Linked DNA regions of Mus musculus: region 2 is linked to region 1. The links are chromatin contacts, called in public HiChIP or PLAC-seq maps. All regions are on one chromosome and are shown on one strand. The core of a region is the stretch at or near the end of the contact, and the rest is flanking DNA. Distances in the headings are between cores, read along the strand shown. Region 1 has its middle 13 kb from the start of Gm46788. Region 2 overlaps Tshz2 (teashirt zinc finger family member 2).

Region 1 (2,700 bases), core at 68-2,567:
ATTAGGGACTTTAACACTGGAAGGCCTCAAGTCTGTGTTTTTGCGTGTGACTTTGCTGGCCCTACTGTTACGTTAGTATTTGTAACACACCTGAACATCCCTAAAGCTGTGGACAGACTGTATAGCATACACACATACACATACTCATACATACACACACACACACACACACACATACATATATACATACACACACACACATACATACACATGCATATATGCACACACATACATACATATACACACATACATACACATGCATACATGCACACACATACATACATATACACAAATACATACACACATATATATAGATACATACACACATATACATACATACACACATACATATATACATATACACACATGCATCCATACACATACATACATACACACATACATACATACACACACATACATATATACACACACATAATACACATATACAGAGATGTCAACAGAAGACAAACATTTCAAAATTCCGAAGGTGCTGGATTTTTTTGTGTTAGGAATGTTCAACTACTAAAACCTCTATAAACATTCCAAAATCTGGAAGCAAAACTCAAAACTTCCAGGCGTGGACACTTCCATACCCACAGGTTTCACATGCAGGCCCCATCGGACCTGAGGGCCTGTGTTTTGACACAAATCCTCCCCTTGGGTTCTGCTGCTGGGAACACAACCTAAGGCACTTCTTTTTAGAAAGAATTTTTCCTGCCATGCAGGAAACAGATAGCAGAGTCATGTGTAAGTGTCCAGGGTTATCCAGATGTGAATGACATGGCCAGACAACTGAGCATGCTCAGAGAGTATGCCACGCACGAGGCAGCCCCTATGAGATGGGATCCCAGATACGTATAGCACAGCGAATGAGGAAGAAAAGACCATGAAGGGCAAACTCAAGACGTATGCAAATTATCTCTCAGGAGCCAAGCAGCTCTTCACCGTGGAGAGCGAGCGGATGTTCTTAGAATATCAGTTAATAATAGCAAACATCCCCGCTAACGAGGGCTGCAGACACACAATAGAATTTAATCGCCGGTACCACAGCCTCACAATGGGAAATTACAATGCCCTGAATAGAATAGGTTTCATTTTTCAAAGTGAATATTTTGCCTTTACAATCTCTCAGTGCCAACGATGCTCTTGGATTAGAACTGATTAGAGAGTCTTTTATCGAGAAACAAGGCTCTTGGCTGTTTACACAGATTGCTAAAGCTTTATCCAACTGAAACAAAAACTCTTTACACTCCTCTCCATCCTGCCTCTCCCAGAGCCTTTGATTATCTAGAGAGGACTTCCGCTGTCTGTCTGTTTCAGCAAGGCATCAAGATAGGAGGAGAAACAAGAGCTCTAGGGAGGTGCTGAGAGCTGAGATCCACTCCACCCACCCAGCACTTGGGTGGGTCCCAGCATCTGGTTCATACTCTCCTGGAGTGACTCAGTACTTACAGATCCATACCAGGACCTACTGCCTGCCAGGCTCCGTTATAGGCGTAAGCCTAAAGAGTAGCCCATCCCAGTCTCTGACCACATAGATTATAAAGTGTATTCCTTGCACTGGTAAAATTAGGGGGTAAAGCAGAAAGAAGCATATGTTCCTAATGGGTTTTCTTTTCAATTTCTCGGTATTCTGTAAATGTCTGCCTTCTTTCTAATGTTGTCCATTGCAACTCAACTGTGTGTTGTATGTATTCTACAGAAATCATTATGTATGATCACAGCAACTCATTCTTTTTGCCTCTTAAAACGGATTTTGAGAATTTCATGCACAAGCTCTCTTTACATCATTGCTGTCCCCTCCTTCTCATCCCCCAACTCCTCCTGTGTTCTTTCCGCTCCTCGTGACCTCACCTTAAACTATTAGTGTCAGATATATGTATGTGTGTGTGTGTGTGTGTGTGTGTGTGTAAAAATATAACCTGCTGAGTCATTTAGCATTGCTCGTGTGTGTCCTTGTGTATACCTGTGTATACATGTGTGTTTGTGGTGTGTGTCTGTGTGAGTACATGTGTATGTGTACATGTGTGTATATGTGTGTATGTGTATGTGGTGTATTTGTGAATGTATACGTGTGTGTGTGTGTGTGTGTGTGTGTGTGTGTGTGTGTGTGTGTGTGTGTGTGAGTGTGTGTGTGTGTGTGTATACACGTGCGTGCGTGTGAGTGTTTAAGGCTGGCCACTTGGGATTAAGTAATTTATGAGGGGACTCATTCTTAGAGAACACTGATCCTTCCTCTCTCAGCGTCCATTTACTTGTAGCTCTTCATCTAGGGATATAACCTGGAGCTGGAGAGGTGAGACAGCGGTTAAGAGCACTGACTGCTCTTCCAGAGGTCCTGAGTTCAATTCCCAGCAACCACATGGTGGCTCACAACGATCTACAATGGGAGCCTTGCAAGATCTCCTTCCCCTTCCCCATCTATCTGACATGTTGGCTGACGTTGCCATTGTGCAAGTCTTGCTTAGGTGACCATATTGTTGAGATTTCCTGGATGCAACTCTCCTGACACAATTAGATGACATCATCTTCCTGCAGGCATCCTAGGCCTCTGGTCCTCACAACCCTCCTGCCCACTCTTCCATGATGTCCCCTGAGCCTAACGATTTGGGGATTGCATGCACATGCATCAGTTGGGTCAATCTGTACCACGGTCACTTGTCCTCAGGTAGAGCCGTTGATGGTCTCCCATTTAGAATC
Region 2 (2,700 bases), core at 22-2,521, 420 kb before region 1:
TCCTCACAGGGCCCCCAACCACTCTCTCCCAAATTGGGAACTGCCTTGGAAACCCATCTGGCGCAAGCACCTCTCGCTACAAATGAGGAGAGTGAAGTCATGGAATAGATAGCAAGGATCCTGCCTGTAGAGGTGACCAGGGAATCTGCCTGTTTTGGTGCCGGGCTATTAACTGATCAAGTGCATCACTAGCTCCTTCTCACACTGTCCCGGAAGAGCCTACATCCTACCCACAGAACCAACCAGTTTGTCTTTGTTTGTCCTTCCTGGGTTCTCCCTGGCTGAAAACTGAATATCTCCAATCCTGAGTGCTCCATGAGTCCCCTTGCTGGTGGCGATGGTCGTTTACTCCATTGCCACTAACATCTTCATTCTGATCTTTTCTTGACTTAGGGGTGGCTTAGTTCTTGTCAGTCATGGTGGCTTGCTTCCTGTGCCTAGACCGTTCCATCCAAGCCCTTCACATGTCTACCACACCTTCCCATTTACATCCAACCATTTCTATGTCTACGTTCCTCCATCTTAAAGTTTCTACATCCCGTCTTCCATGATTCCTCTCACTTGGCCCTTGTACTTCCTTCTCTGCCTGCCTAGATCAGCTCATGTCAGCAATCAGCGTCTGTGACCTGTTCTTTCTGTCCACAGACACACATTTTTGGAATCTGACTTCAGTTCTAATGGTGTCTCCATTTTAGTCTGTCCTTTAGCCATTCAATGATCAAAACTATCAACCCTCAAACTGGTGAGGAAGTGGAGGTCCCACTTCCTCTGTTTCCCATTGCACAGACTGTTACCGGGAAAGAACAGGAAACGCCTGGTTGGAAACATCCAGGACCTGACAACCAAGAAGGCAATCACATCAAGGGTTGACACTCCCTGTCTCTTTTTATTTATTTGCATGGCCCAGTAGATTCCGTTCTCAATCGTTTTAACAGTCCAAGACCCGTCAGGGCCAGCACATCACCGTGATCTATCGTCGGGGTAAAAAATCTCGTGGTGGTGACAGCCTAGATTGACAGCGATGTTTAAATCCTAAACTAGTCTCTGGATGACATTCAATTTTTTGTCATGAAGTTTCAAAATGTGACTGGAGCCTTTTCAAAGCTTTCCGCCTGGTGGAAACGCCGGTGGCAAAAGCAGACATAAACCAGCTGTGGTGGACTGGGAAAAACACTGACCTTTGAGGCCAAACACCTAGGGAGGGGCTAGGGCTCTGATGGGGGAGTCAAGCATGTTTCAAACAAGTCCTCCCTCCTGCAGTGGCTCCCAATAAGTGGAGCCCAGCTCTGAAGACACAGGAAGCATGTGACCCGCATGCCTGGCCCAGGAGGGGTGAGGTGTTTAAAGACCTTGTTTCAAAGAAGTGATTTACATTTGTATGCGCAGATAGGCTTCTGTTTCTTCCCAATCGGAATATGCCTTTATTAAGAGTCCCTGGAACTCAGACACAGCAACCACAGTTTTCCTTTCCCTTGTTCATTGTTGTGTAAGTTTTGTCTGCCTCTCCAGTCCATACCTATTCCAATAAATAGAAGTATTAAAAATTCCAGGCTTGTTTTACTGTTGCATTTGTCACAGATTCTTTTCAACCTAACACTAAACCCACTTTCTTTGACTTGAATTCTGAATGGTTCTCTCCAAAAGGACAAACTGAGGCCCTGGGTCAACACAAAGGCCAGAGTTTTGATCATCCCTTTCAGGGAAGCTCAAAATACAAGGATATACAAGATATACAAGCTCAAGATATACAAGGATTCCATTTCATCAGTGCTGTCTCAAGTATATTTGAATACCGAAAGGTGTGCAATGAGGAAAAAGACACTTAGCTTCTCAGTCAAAGAGTGTGCCACTAGGCAAATGATCTGTCTCAGAAGGTAAAGCGCTTGCTCGATGCCAAGTCTGATGGCCCGAGTTTGAACCCCAGGACCCACATGGCAGAAGGAAGGAACTGACTCCCACGAGCTATCTTCTGCCCTCCACATGCACACAAGCTTTGGCTTGCATGTCACCCCTTCCCCACACACAGACAAACATTACTAAAAGTATTCTTAAAAGAAGGAAAGAGTATTTTAATCAAGGGAATATATATTTAACTTCAAAAGTCATCAAGGAGGGCCCCACAGGGGGGTGACATTGAGCAGAAGGTAACCTCCCTCATAGTGACATGTAAGACCCGGAACTGGAAAGCCATGCCTGTCACTTTTTGTCCGTTCTTGAAATTTGGAACTCAGACACAGTAGTGTCCACACTTTGGATATCCTAAAGTATGCAATGAAAGCTTGGCCCAGAGAAACCCTGAACAGAACCCTTGTGATTAATAGCCTGTGCATTCAGCTGATGTATATTGTGAGTACAAACACTGAGGTCAGTGGAAATGATAATTAAACATGCATATTTCACAATGGAAAAGTCCCATCCATCAACCTGGACCCCAAACTGAAAACAGAGGGATGTTTTCCACTTGGCAGATGGAGTTAATAGTGTGCAAGAATCACTCTGTTCATCTCTCAGAATAGTTTCCCAGGCTGGACTGTTGAAAAGGATCCATTAGTTCATCCCATATCAGCCTCTTCCTTTTAAGAGATAATAATTTCATTGTTAAAAGTGACTCACACTGTAGTTAAGTAACAGGAAAAGAAAACATTAAGAAAAAAACCCCTAAAACCATCCAATATCCCAGCGTTGAAAAAAAAAACCATT

Evidence for each region. HiChIP or PLAC-seq counts read pairs in DNA pulled down with a chosen protein or histone mark.
Region 2: an H3K27ac HiChIP or PLAC-seq map of embryonic stem cells shows a contact between it and region 1, with 4 times the contacts expected there. The contact joins two enhancer-like sites. A contact is called at or near these places in 3 of 115 datasets of contacts at active chromatin or transcription factors (embryonic basal ganglia and embryonic stem cells) and 1 of 9 other capture datasets (embryonic stem cells).

The regions. Positions count from the first base shown.
Region 1 is chr2:169,310,213-169,312,912 of GRCm38.p6, reverse strand. No RefSeq gene overlaps it. Among named protein-coding and RNA genes, the nearest start is that of Gm46788, 13 kb to the right of the region's middle. Within about 2 kb of position 1,317, at least 6 of the 459 cell types and tissues checked have an H3K27ac peak or open chromatin away from gene starts, as enhancers often do. A contact at or near this core is called in embryonic stem cells, where this site is marked.
Region 2 is chr2:169,727,367-169,730,066 of GRCm38.p6, reverse strand. The region is part of intron 1 of Tshz2 (teashirt zinc finger family member 2); the gene reads right to left. Among named protein-coding and RNA genes, the nearest start is that of Gm34344, 62 kb to the right of the region's middle. Within about 2 kb of position 1,271, at least 22 of the 459 cell types and tissues checked have an H3K27ac peak or open chromatin away from gene starts, as enhancers often do. A contact at or near this core is called in embryonic stem cells, where this site is marked.